Linked DNA regions of Mus musculus: all the other regions are linked to region 2. A link is a contact called in public HiChIP or PLAC-seq and promoter capture Hi-C data. All regions are on one chromosome and are shown on one strand. The core of a region is the stretch at or near the end of the contact, and the rest is flanking DNA. Distances in the headings are between cores, read along the strand shown. Region 1 holds the start of Ccdc191 (coiled-coil domain containing 191). Region 2 overlaps Gap43 (growth associated protein 43). Region 3 holds the start of Zdhhc23 (zinc finger, DHHC domain containing 23).

What was found. Promoter capture Hi-C pulls out the DNA fragments that hold promoters and counts their contacts. HiChIP or PLAC-seq counts read pairs in DNA pulled down with a chosen protein or histone mark.
Region 1: a contact with region 2 is called in an H3K27ac HiChIP or PLAC-seq map of embryonic stem cells, with 4 times the contacts expected there. The contact joins the promoter of Ccdc191 here to the enhancer-like site in region 2. A contact is called at or near these places in 3 of 39 promoter capture datasets (the 3T3-L1 cell line, hippocampal neurons and liver), 2 of 115 datasets of contacts at active chromatin or transcription factors (astrocytes and embryonic stem cells) and 1 of 9 other capture datasets (adipose tissue).
Region 3: a promoter capture Hi-C map of embryonic stem cells shows a contact between it and region 2, with 7 times the contacts expected there. The contact joins the promoter of Zdhhc23 here to the enhancer-like site in region 2. A contact is called at or near these places in 6 of 39 promoter capture datasets (the 3T3-L1 cell line, 3T3-L1-derived adipocytes, cranial neural crest and 3 more), 2 of 115 datasets of contacts at active chromatin or transcription factors (astrocytes and embryonic stem cells) and 1 of 9 other capture datasets (liver).

The regions. Positions count from the first base shown.
Region 1 is chr16:43,888,522-43,892,806 of GRCm38.p6, reverse strand. Ccdc191 (coiled-coil domain containing 191) reads right to left here and starts at 2,905. Exons shown (of 16, transcript NM_027801.1): 1 at 2,769-2,905. The coding sequence starts at 2,816. It overlaps Qtrt2 (queuine tRNA-ribosyltransferase accessory subunit 2), which reads left to right and starts at 3,131. Exons shown (of 9, transcript NM_001356329.1): 1 at 3,131-3,240.
Region 2 is chr16:42,304,757-42,309,172 of GRCm38.p6, reverse strand. All of the region lies in intron 1 of Gap43 (growth associated protein 43), which reads left to right. Among named protein-coding and RNA genes, the nearest start is that of Mir6540, 3.5 kb to the right of the region's middle. Within about 2 kb of position 2,977, at least 132 of the 459 cell types and tissues checked have an H3K27ac peak or open chromatin away from gene starts, as enhancers often do. A contact at or near this core is called in adipose tissue and embryonic stem cells, where this site is marked.
Region 3 is chr16:43,978,195-43,982,643 of GRCm38.p6, reverse strand. Zdhhc23 (zinc finger, DHHC domain containing 23) reads left to right here and starts at 2,835. Exons shown (of 5, transcript NM_001007460.2): 1 at 2,835-3,185; 2 at 3,468-3,736. The coding sequence starts at 3,594. It overlaps Gramd1c (GRAM domain containing 1C), which reads left to right. Exons shown (of 17, transcript NM_001359085.1): 17 at 506-2,294. The coding sequence ends at 586. Gm46552 (a long non-coding RNA gene) reads right to left here and starts at 2,771. Exons shown (of 2, transcript XR_001781930.1): 1 at 2,406-2,771.

The sequences.
Region 1 (4,285 bases), core at 1,656-4,155, 1.6 Mb before region 2:
ATGCCTATGAAGTGTTTTTAATGGTACCTGAGTTAAAAAGTACACATCTCAGGACTGGAAGATATCACAGGTCAGGAAGTCATTATTTCTGTGCGGATTATCTAATCCCCCTCTCAATGGATGCTCCAGCTTACTCTTTATTAGTGCAACATTAAGTGAAATTTTAGCATTTACTCCAATACTCCCAGTGATGGAAAACATGCCTCTTAATGAAAACTTTTAGTCCATTTTTGGACTGCTCTTGACATTAATGAATTCTGGTGATAGCCATGTAGCTTTCGCCAATGGGTCCTCTTGTTGAAGTACGTACAAAACCGTCTTCCTTGTGTCTGACGAAGGCTACAACTTTACCTCCCAAGGTCTCTTTTTTCTTACTCTATTGGCTTCTTCATGTAATGCTCATGCTAGTGGAAAGGCATGTGCATCGACTTGTTTTCTTGTTTATACTTAAGCCACCTCACGAAAAGCAACAGAATAATGAAAGATGTTAGAAAATCTAAAATTGAGGTGACATACAAAATCGTACAGGAATAGCAACAGTCACCTGTATGCACACTGGAGATCTATCATGACACCTGAGCCTTATGCTTCCTGTTTGATTTTGAAATGCCTTACCTTAATCCAGTGCCCCACATTATCAGGCTCAAATGAAGACTGTAGGAAATAGATACAAACTATTAATGCATAGCAATAGCTTCAGCAACACTACTGTCTTTAAGCTGTCTTCTCACTAAAGCATATGGAAAGGTAGCCTTCATCCTTTCCTCCCAACTTTTCACTGGCAAGTTCAGCACTGACTAGCAGGGAACGCGCATTAAACCACAGGAGAAGAAACAGGAGGCCTTGTCTGTGACATCCTTATCACTCCTGGCTACCTTGAGATTGTAATGTACTAGGTCTGTAGTCTAGGCATCAGCATTTTTTTTTTTATGTCTTAGTTCTCCAGGGCTAAGAGTCAACGTATAGAAGTATGTATTCTATATTCGGGTATAGAAACATTACTTCTCATGAAACCCATACAAACACTGTTTAGTTCACCTCTTTCTGCCATTTTCTGCTTAACGACTGTTATGGTCCTTTCTTTTCCTGTTTGTAGAAGTAGCCAGATGCCTTCCAGTCCTTCCTACACCTGAGATGTCTGATAAAACAGGAGTGGGGGGTGTGGAACAAAACTACTCAACTTGTACTGTTGTACCAAGCCTAAAACGAACGAAACAAATTAATCTCTACCCAGATCAGTCAGCTATTAACCTGAACTGAGAAATGGAGACCACAGGGAGCCTCCTCTGTTCTCTGACATCCAGAAGCTCACAGAACTCTAACAGCCACTGAGTAAGCAAGGGGATTTGCTTTGCAAAAATATTCGGGGTTTGTTTTTTTTTTTTTTTAAAACAACGGGACAAGAAACCAATCAACTGGCACAAGAAAGTTGCTGTAAAGGGTATAATATCCTCCCTCACTTACCTAACACTTCACCTTCATCTCACCTTACACACAATTAATGCAGCTGTTCTGTCTAAATAACTGTCATGGCAACAAAGAAAGAGCTGATCTTATTCAAACACAGTTGAATTTCAAGGCGCTCATGGATTTTACTTTATCCTCTAGACAGTAATAATGAGCACTATCAGGGGGGAAAAATCCCTCTTTTTGTAGTTCTAAGTTGTCCCAATTTTTTTTTTTTTTTTTTTTTTGCCTTGCATCATCAAATCTATATTCATATGCTATTTCGGGCCCCATCTATTATGCAATGGAGCAACCTCAGTTTCCACTCACTAATGCTCTGGCCTGTGCCCTCTGGTATCTGGAGCATGGTTTTCACTAAGCGGAATGTGCCCTGTGCACACAGCTGCTATATTTAGGATAACCCACAAGAATGATTACCTGGGGCCCCCACAAAAGCCACTCGTCTAAGAGGATTTTTTTTTCTTTTTACAGGAAAGTAAAACTGAAAGGTAAGAGCAGCTGGTGAAACTGCTCTGCTGCTGAAAGCTGAAGCCCCTCCATTTCAATACTCTCCTTTACATTTAAAGCATCTATTTTTGTGACTGTTAAGAGGTATTCTGGAAGGCACACTTGGTGTGGCTGTGACTTTGCATGGCTGTGACTTTTGTAATGTTCCAAGTTTTAAATGGTGTCTCTTTTATTTTTAATTACCCCCCACCCCCACCCCAATTCTTCCTCAACCTCCTGATGCCTTTAGGTGCTAATACACAGAAGAGGTAAGAGATACAGGGAGGCTCTAACTTTGAATGCTCGTGAAATTTAGAGATAACCATATGGATAAAGTATTGAGATACAACCATCTGGACTTCTGGGTTCATTTTAGATACCTTGTGTAAAACTGGAAAGGGAAAGATATAAGGGATAACGTCAGAGAATTTCGTGTGATGATTTTTTTTTTCCTTTTAAAGACCCCTTAACTCAGATTTGAAGGGGGCAGAAGAAAATGTGCGGAAAGTTTCCTAAAATTGGTGGCAGAGTAAGGATTAGGGGCAAATTCCCCTCACCATGATGGACACTAGGAGACCTCTCCATAGATAGAAATAATCCTTACAGGATGCAGCCCATCACAGTAGTGAGTACACAGACCCTTTGGCTCCTTAAATCACGCTACCTAGGGCTGTGCAGGCTCTAGGGTAGCCAAGGCCAGGTAAGGATGCCCCCGGGGGAAGAGTGAGGAAGCGCAGGGCGGGAAGCGGCTGGCTTCAGGACTGTGTGGCGCCTAGGGCCGGCCCATGTTCCTCAAAGCTCCCGACTGGGATCACCTTGAGATTCAGCTTCCTTGATAACCGTTTCCAGCGACTCAGCTCCATCTTCTTCTTTGAGGCGGACCCTCCCTGGGGCGCCAGCAGCACGTTTTGCACTCTCGGGCCTAGACTTCGGCCACAACAGAGACAACTGCGCCTCCTCCCAGACTGCTTTCAGGTGGTTCTGGGAGTTGTAGTTCTGCCACCTAGCAGCTAGACAGGGGTCAGACATTCCGGAACTACTACTCCCAGGAGGCGTTGCGCGGGAAGCTTGCTTTCACGCTGTTACTATGGCATCGGCGGAGGTCACTGGGCTTCTTTAGCAGGGCCTTTGCGTAATTCTGGCGCTTGGTGATGACGCAGAAATTCCGGATTGGCTCTGCGGCGGAGACCGTGGTTTAGTGGGCCAAGGGTTCTACGAGTCGGAACACGTGTTATCTCTTGCGAAGAGTTTAAGGGTCCTGAGGGTGCGGAGTTGTGTTATCAACCGGTGAGTGTTCCTTTTCCTTGTTGAGGGAGGGTGAATAGCGCCCACTTTTTTTTTTTTTTTATTGCGTTGCAGTCTTGTTCCCACCTCGTCATTACTTGGTTTCTTGTTGGTCTAGGCTTTTGCCAGCTCCGAGTCTCCCAGTGTGATTGCCAGTTACAGTTCAGAAAGAAAAGGACCTCCGTTCTCCTGGCCTCTGCCAGAGAATGAGCTTCTCAGCTGCAAGTTTTTCTGAGTTTAGCAGTTACTTGGGAAGCTATACGAATAGGAAAGTCTAGGGCTCCTGGGATGGCTAATGGAACTAAGGGAAAATTGAATCTAAATAGCCATGCCTGGATGTTGTCATGAACAGCCCACTGAAGGCGTGTGTGCTTTCAAGGCAGGGCAGAAATTCAGAACTGGAGCTTTGGACCCGGCCACTTGTTGGCAATTCAGCTTACTTACTGGCAAAATGGGATTGTACCTAAACCCTGGGAGTATTGTAATGATTGAAAAAGCAACGTGTGTAAAACATTCTGCCAGGGAATCTAAACCAAACTATAAACTGGTGGAAATATGATAAGGAAAGCTGTGCCCCATAGACCTAGCACCTGCCCTCTAACTTGAGTGTGAACCAGTAAGAACATTGTTGAATGGGCTGTGTTACGTTCAGACTTTCCGCTGTCTCAATGGTAGTTAGTTCTTTTGGAAGAGTTAGTTTCATGGCGATTTTTTGGAAGGTGTGCCTATTTTTTCCTGAATGAAAAGCAGAGTTCAGAGAAGTGCATATAATACAGTGTGTGTCCATTTTTGGAGAACAAGTGTGTTTAAATGTTTGGATGAGTCTGGAGAAAGGCTGTCAATTTGGAGAAGATGGCTTAGAGGTAGAGGGGCAAGATGGGAAAAGAACAATTACACTGTAGCAAAATGGGAACTATCACAGTTAATATGGAAACATTGTATTTGACAAATTTCAGTTTCTTTTAAGCCACTAGCCTATATTATAGCCTCTAAAACTAATACATCTATAATTCCAGTAACAACTCTGCCAGTTACTACTGGTAACTGT
Region 2 (4,416 bases), core at 1,728-4,227:
GTACTGAAACTTTGTAGAAGACTAATAGGTAGCCTATAACTTAGTAGATTTGATGAAACAGTGAGAGTTAATTTGCATTTATATTGGGTATTATAGTCAAGGAAATTATGCAACAGGAGCTTTTCTCCTGGGGCAGGAAGCATAATCTGCTCTGTTCAGGCCACACTCTTCAGCTTTCCTTAGCCCATCGTCACCACACAGAAGCACCAAACCAAGTCTCCATGATTGAAATGTAGCAGAGGAACCAGCCTGTCTGCTAATCTGTATCTTTCAGGCCCAGAATGGAAGGATAATAAATTGAGACTTGCCTAATGCCTTAGGCTACAGCATGCCTTTGACACTAATGATCTAATTCAGTTATCTACTTTGTCCCAAATTTAGCTTTCTCATTCAATGTGGCCCTGGGAACTCAGGGGGGGCTGGGAGAACACTCGGAGGTAAAGAGGCCTAAAGAGCCCCAGCTCTATCACTGCCTCTGTAAGCTTGTGTCCCTAGCTGTGAGATAACATGGCATTATGATATTTTTAATTGGAATTTAGAGTAAGGATTATTGGCCATTTTGTGGAAATAGCTACTTCTGGGTGTCCATTGGAAACAATGGAATAAAATAGAAAATTCTTACTTGATCAGTAGAGCCATTTTCAATGTATTCAAGGAACATATTTTCAGACAGAAGTGTGGTTCAGGTTGCAGTCAGTCCTCAGTGTAATCTATAGATCACTGACTGCAATCAATCAAAAAACGCATCTGGGTACGTCTGAGCAGACTCCTGCCCTCAGCAGCCTTCGAGGTAGAGTGAATGAGTCTTTTTCTTATAATTATATTAGTTGGCAGACATGTACAATGAAAGTTACAAACCCCTGATGTAGATGGAAGAGCATTTTTGTTGCTCATTTGAAGCTGGGTTGGAAGAAAAATCATTTAATCTATTTAAACTTGAACTTTGTAACAGTGCAGTCTTCCATTTCCCAGGAAACAAAGGTATGTTAGTAGAAACGGCCTTGCGGTGAACAGCTTCTTAGAAAAGACAATTGTTAACCTTAAAACTTAAAACACCTCCCACACTATAATAACACAAGTGAAAATTTCTTCATCTGTCTGCAAAACTTCAAGTTCATCCAAAATGGAGCTGGAGAGCTGTCTATCTCTTATGGAAACTTATACCAATCAGGTTTAATAAACCTGATTATTTACAGGATCATGGGTACCGTACCAATGGCTATATCACCAAAGAATCTCTCTCTCTCTCTCTCTCTCTCTCTCTCTCTCTCTCTCTCATCCACCATTAATTCATATAAATCATCAGTTAGAGATGTGCTCCCATAAGTCCTTCCTCTGATCGTGACAGGGTCTTCATGTGTCTGATCTTATACCAGGAATCATAGCTACAGAGCATTCTAGATTGCAAAAGCCAGGTCCTGCCACAAGACAGAAGCCTTTATTTACATCTGATTTCATTGGAAAAGGGGTGTATGCATAAAACCACACACACGCACACACACACACACACACACACAGACACACACACACACACTCACACTCACACACCTCCTCTCTGAGCTATGTGTTATGTTAGCCAATTCAACAGTAGTGAGAAGGAAGGTTACAAACCTACTGTTTACCTGAAACCTTTGTGTCAGAATTCGATTCTCAAGAGCAACGTTATGGGAGAGAGGGTAGCTAAATGGCGTTTCAAGGGAACCTTCTTGCTGCCTGGTTAAATGGTAGAAGGAACTGTTGGGTGAGGAGACTGGATAGAGAGAAGAGTCAAATTAATAGGCACCTGAGAAAGAGCCACATTGAATTGTAAGTGCAGACGAGGAGAGTTGCTTAGGCATAAGGATACAGTTGTCATATGGTCATCTTCAGGCTTAAGAAAGAAACGTTAGGTAAAGGGCTTTTCAGCTACCAGCACTTACTACTGAGTGCTGTCTGATCCAGAACAGCCAGGGTACTGGGCAGTTCCCTGTGAGGAAGAGAGAAGAATCTAGATCACTTAGTGGGCTCAGTCACTACATCCATAAGTGTCCAAAGAGTGTTCCCTAAGGCCCACAGACCATCCTGGCATCGAACCCCTCCCTTTTTCTCCCATCATGCAATGTATCAGTCTTCAGGCTTTCCTTCCTGTAATTACCTTCGAAGTTGTGCCTTTGAATGTTATCTGGGTTAGGTGACTGCTCTCAGTCAGTTATTACCAAATTCTTCACTCCTATCACAGTTTATGTGTTTCGTATGTTTTGATCTTTTTTTTTTCTTTTCAATAACTCGGCCTAATAACAAAGACACTTTTCTAGAGGTACAGAAGTAACAGGCAGCACTGAGCTTAGAAAAACTGTGGACATTCTATGGACACTCAGATGAGAAATTAATTAAACACACTGCCTGATGGTTTGGATTCAGGGGCACCCTGAAGCTCACCCTCTTACCCTTGATATACAAAATCTGTATAAAATAAGGAACTGACAAGACCCCAGACTTTGGGGAGCAGAGGAGGGGGCTGAAACTAACTTGCTTTTTCCCTAAGCAACGCTGATTTTGACTGGCCTCTCTGCAGTTTCCGCTCTTTCTTGCACACACTGATTTTTGGCTTCCTTTCTGTGCTTTAGTTGATCTGCCCTACTCCCTACATTTTGACATCTGTTTCCTTTGGTCATCCCTACTTTGCACTTCATTCTCTGTCTTCCGCGATGGAACTGGCTCCTTCCGGGTGATCTCATCGCTTTGTTTCTCAGCCTCAGCATGCTCCTCTCTCTCTCTCTCTCTCTCTCTCTCTCTCTCTCTCTCTCTCTCTCTCTCTCTCTCTGTCTGTCTCTGTCTTGCTGTCTTTCAGAGCCCCCACCTCTCAGCTTGCCGGGGTGGGGAGTGGTGGTGGGGCTGAGGGCGTGGCTTGAGACCCCAGATCCTAAGGATGCCAGGGCGGAGCACAGACTGATCATTCGGATGCCCCACCCGCACAGCCCTAGTGTTCGCCCAGAGGTCTGCAACTAGTGGAGCCCCTCCTCCAATTCAGCAAGCATCTAGTCTTAATGCTCTCTCAGAGCGCTAGGGAATTCTTGTTTGGGAGGTAATTGCTTCTTGCATAGGCTTGTTTTGAAGAACAAAAGCTCGAGCCTCTGTCCCAGACCTCTCAGAAGAACAGTGAGGGCCAATGGGCTGGGCTCCTTTCTTAGTCTTCTTAAATCAACCAGCTTGCTCCTGCTGCTTATGCAGAGACCTGGGTGGGTTACACAGCAGGTGACAAAGAATGGGAAAAGCTAACTGGGTCAATTGGAAGTCTGTCTCCATTTTTTTTTCCCTGACTTGGAGGCTGCTAAGGGCACATTAGCATCCCTTAGGCTATGTTCACTGTTTCCTTCAGCGGGACAAGGGGAGACCATAGCAAAGGGCTGGATGGTTTCTTTACCTCAGCAGAATCAGACATTTGCAAACTAAGTAAGAATCATGGAAGATGTTACAAAAGAGAAAGCCAGCTAAGGCAAAACCAGGGACTCCATTTGAAAACAATGACCCTTCGGAATTATTAGTATTCATTTACATTTATTTAGGTTTCTTGAGTAACTGCACACAGTCCTCTCTCTCTCTCTCTCTCTCTCTCTCTCTCTCTCTCTCTCTCTCTCTCTCTCTCCAAACTTGGGAGGACAGTAAATGAAGCAGGTGGAAAGAAGTGAAATTACCATCCATGTGGCGAAATTTAGATACTGTGAGATTTCCTCTTGGCTTGGAAACACCTGGCACCAGGGTTGTTCATTCATCCAGTAACATGAATGAATCTCGGAGACTGGCAGTGGGATAGGGTGGTGTCGGGGGCTGTACGTGACATCACACTCACAAATGGAAGAATAGCGAGAAGCCTCCAGCTAGCTTCCATGGGTCCCTGCCTAGGAGGTGGCAGCTGTGCAAGGACCCAGGATCACACAGAAACTACTATGTGGAAAGATGACACTGGGCAGGCCAGCACACGTGCATGCGCGCACATACACACACACACACAATGTATATATATATATATATATATATATATATATATATACATACATACATATACACACACATATATAATGTGTATATGTGTATATATTTGCATATCTTCGTTATTTTTAGCCATCTGACTTTCTTCCTCCAACCAGCTTGTGATCATATTATTCACATATACTCACAGTGTGACTTTTTAAATGGTAACTTAGGTATTCCTTTAGAATCCTTTCCTCCCTTATCACAGAGGCTTTGGGGAAGCTGTGACTTTCTGCTGACTAATGAATGGTGTAGTGCCAGCCTTTAGGAAGAGCTGGTATCAGCATGTTATCGACTGGCGTTTACAGGATGTTAGTATCTATTTGACAATGAAATGATTCATTTGTCAATTCATAGGTACTATATATAGTAAAGGCACCCTCCACTGTAAGGAACCAAGCGTAG
Region 3 (4,449 bases), core at 1,586-4,085, 1.7 Mb before region 2:
GATCGCGTGGGGTCAGTAGGTACAGGTACGTTTCAGAACTGGGAAGAGAATCTTGAGGGGATTAGGAAGACATGGCTCAGTTGTGGGGCTCGATGTGTTCAGAGAAGAATGGAAACACTACTGAGACTTGAGGAAGGTCTAAGAAAACAAGTCTTTCCCTCTGGATAATGAGAGAGGCTTCCTGGGAAGTACATTGCATGGAAGGCTATATGGCCCTTAGTACCTGGTAAGAACTCTCTAGAATTCATATAGCACATACTGGAGAATCAGGGATTGATGATCTAATTTATTTGAGCATATCTATATCTATATCTATATCTATATCTATATCTATGTCTATATCTATATCTATATCTATCTATCTTTCTATCTATCTATCTATCTATCTATCATAGATGTTTGAATCAAATACATACATTATATGTTTATACATATACTCATATATCTTTTGGAGTAAAGTAATTGGCAAAAATTGAAGTCTGATTCTTGATCATTTTGTTTGCAGCTGAAGAGCTCACTCATTATGCTTCAAAAAACCTTTGATTTACTAAATAAGAACAAGTCTGGGGTGGCTGTGGAGAGCTAGTGCTGAAATGTGGAAACCAAAGAGACATCTGGACCTAGAAGGCAACATCTGGAAGGAATCGGAGGATGAAGACTGTCACTGTCATAAGGACATTTCTGATATTTTTATTACCAGGATTTCTACCAGGAAAGCTGTATTTAAATAACATTTACTCAATGACTACTCTCCAATAGCCTTAAGACTCTATCTTTTCACTTCTTATAGATACTTTTAAGCTGTGAATTTCTCCAGTGAACCATGAAATATATTTTGGAATTGAAATTCTGTGACACAAAAGGGGAAGGAAGGCACTGTGGGTAGGATGGCTATTCTTCTATAGTGAGGCTTGCTACTTGATCCTTTAAATTTATGTTAGCACAGAGTCCCTGTGTGCCCAGGGTGGGGGTGGGGGGCTGCGTTTGTAACTGAGTTTAAGAGCCTAAAAAGGTAAGAAGAAACCCCTCAATCATTTATCACCTTAAAGGATCGTTTTCCAAGTGCATACATTCCAGGCTTGTATCTTTAAATTTTACAGTGCCTTCCTTGACTTGGCCTCAAGGCCAATGGTCAGACCTTTTGTATGTCCGAAAGAGTCATTGGCCATGTTGTATCTGAATGAAGGGATATATATGTATATATATACACACATATATACATGTACATATATATACATATGTGTGTGCATATATGTATGTACGTATAAGTACCAAAGGTGAGATTATCCTTTATATATCAAAAAGACTGAACAGTAATTTAGGAGAAGGAAGTATATAGGACATCAATGCTCATAATGAACTACTTTCAGTTTTAGAAGTCGTAAGATTATTATAAAATCTGGGCATTCCATGACAGATCAAATTGAGTCCATGAGTAATGCTTAGATTCAGCTTAGCAACACCCATGATAGAGGTGGCCCATCAGGTAGAAAATAATTAATCACTTTTCAGTAGCAGCTAACTTGTCTTGCTGGCAAATTATAAGCTGGACACAAACTTGCACTCAGCAATAAAGACTGGGGGGCATGCAAGCTGACCGGAGTTGAGAGGCGCAAGCTTGGGCTCTCGGGAAAACCACTCAGGCACTTGTGTCAGCACCAGTGGTTTGTGAAAATAAGGACTTGGCGACTTGACTTGAAATTAGCTGCGTCCCCCGGGATTTAGGAAATGTTCAGGACGTATTTATTGTTTTGTTCTCTAGCTGTCTTTCTAGAACACGCACATATATTTATTTTTATTGAATATCCATTGCCTTTAGTCAATGTTTCCTTTCCCTCAGTGTCACCAAAGCCAAATGTCATTGCTAACAATGTTTTTGAGACGCCTGTAGGGAATAAAAATACTGGCTAAAGGGAAGGGTTTCTCTTCATGAATCCTAACTAATCTCCCTGGGGCAGGGGGCTTCGGAGTAATACCTTCTGTTCTGTTCTGTTCTGTTCTGCTTTGTTTTGTTCTGTTCTGTTCTGTTCTGTTTTGTTTGTGATAAGAACATAGGAAGTCTCTGGCTGTGAGTTTGAGTGACTGGATTAGAAACTTCAGATTGTTAAATTTAGAAAAATGTTAACTGTCAAAGTGAATGCTTTTGTGGTTTCTCTTAAAGCACTTCACCATATACCTCAAAGATTACCAACGTCACTTTGTAGATAAAACACTAAATATGTACGTAGAATTAATGAGATCTTAATCTGTTATGTATGGATTGACTTCAATAAAACCGGAAATGTTTAAGTTGTCGTTTTTTCTTCTGTTTCTGCTTAAAACCAAACCAAAACCTAGAAAGCCTGGGGTAGGGAAAACCTGTACGTAGGCCCATAGTTCTTACAGATTTGTGCTGCAATACAAACCCAGAGGGGACTCTCTTGGGCAATTTCATTGCAAATGTGCAGACTACTGAATCAAAAGTACCACCGAGGCCTGGCTGGAAAGCAGCTCCATCCTCCAGGACTCGCGAGCGAGAACAAGTTGGATAAGCCGGGCTTGGGGTCCACAGCGGGCCTCAAGGGAAGGCGGGCGACTCGTGGGGTGGCACCTCTGAAGGCGGCCAAGGTGCGGATCGAACCCCAACGCCTGTTGCCGGCGCTGGAGGACCGCAGGCGACCGGCGGAACTCTGGCGGCGCGCGAGCGCCGGGGTCCGATCCCGCACCCCGGCGGCACCGCGAGGGCCCCGGCGCAGGTGCGAGGTGGCCCGGCCGGAGCGCGGCGGGGGAGGGGCCTCGTGGGCAGGCGGCGCACGTGCGGGCGGCGGGATCCCGGCGCCGGGGGCGGGGCACCCGGAAGCGCGCGCCGACCTGCGGAGCGGCGACCGGGGGCGACTGGCTCGCTCGGCAGGCGCGCGCACCGGCGGTGCTCACAGGTGGGCGACTCCGCCCGGCACTCCCGAGCCTGCCGTGCGGGGTCGCAGGCTCAGCCGCGCCCAGGGGAGTCGGTCCTCCTCCCGGTCCCCGCCTCTGTCGGGAGGGCAGGTAACTTCCCCGCCAAGGTCATTCTCCAGGCCCGCCCACGCCCTCGGAGCGGCGGGTTCGGAGTGGGCTGGACGGGCGACCTCGGGGCTGCTGGGGCTCCTGGCATCCCCGGGCCGGTGGGTGGTTGCAGCGCCAGGGCGTCGCTGCCTGCACCTGCGAGGGTGAGTTTCCACGGCGCGCAGCCTTGGGGTGGGGACAGCCCGGCCCTTTGAGCCGGCACCCTCAGGTGAACTGGGCCGCCCTAGCTCTGCTGTCCCGGGCCGCGTGGTCGGCTGTCGCCATGGGAACGGCTGGTGCCCAGATGTTGCTAGCCTAGCTGGGAAGGGGAGGGGAAGGTGCTCAGAGCCCCAGAAGTCAAGGAACCCTCCTGTCAGGCCACGCGGAGCCCGAAAAGCCTGATGAAAGCAGGACCCTTCCCCCCTTTTCATTTTTTTATTGCTCAGGCGTTGGCGTTAATGAGAAGCAAGGATGTGTTTACAGGATGTGAGTTGAGTTCTTGCCACCTTTACCTTCTGTGAGCTTCTTATGCCTCATGGTGACAGGTACAAATCCGTACACTAAAGGGCAATATGAAGCCAGTCAAAAAAAAGAAAACCGAAGAACCTGAATTGGAGCCCCTGTGCTGTTGCGAATACATAGATCGAAATGGGGAAAAGAACCACGTGGCTGCCTGTTTGTGTGATTGTCAAGACCTCGATGAAGGCTGTGACAGGTAAGCTTACAGTTTCCAGATGCTGACCCCACTGGTTCTGTTGAGACCTACATATGTATATATATTCCTTCAGGTTTGCCGTCCAGAATGCTGAGGTTTGTTCTTGCTATTCCAAAGGATCTAAAATAGAGGATTGGTTTTTTGCTGTCAGGTGTGAGGATTTTAACAGTTTTCATTTTAAAGGATCATGGAGGATAGTAGGGTAGATTAGATGTATATAAGAACGCAATCCAGCACACACACTGCAAGTTTAAATGGACACTCCAGAAAGTTCTGTATTTTCAGTGATCTTAGTAGGACCCATGCATGGGGTTGTTCTCACGTGGTCACATGAACTTGAAGGGTAAAAGATAGCTTCTCTGTTCTCAGTTCACCCTGTATTTCCAGAGAGAGAGGCCATGTACACCTTGTGGGGAGTGACTGTTTTTCTGTGTGTAGCAACACAGTCCTGGTTGGAATATTGTCTTATCTTTGGCCTTTACTTTTACCACAATCTCAGCGATGGAGATTGCTATCTAAAAAGAGAGTTTTTAACCTCTGTTAAAACCAGTTTGTATCAAGCAGCAATAAACTGCTTTTAGCCATTTTTCTAAATATATATATTTTAAACATCTGCTTATGGAAGGCATAAAGTGATAGGAAGAGGGATGTTGGAGACAAGCTTTTCCCAGAAATTGTCCCTTCTGGCTACACAGTCATGGTGACTGTAGATT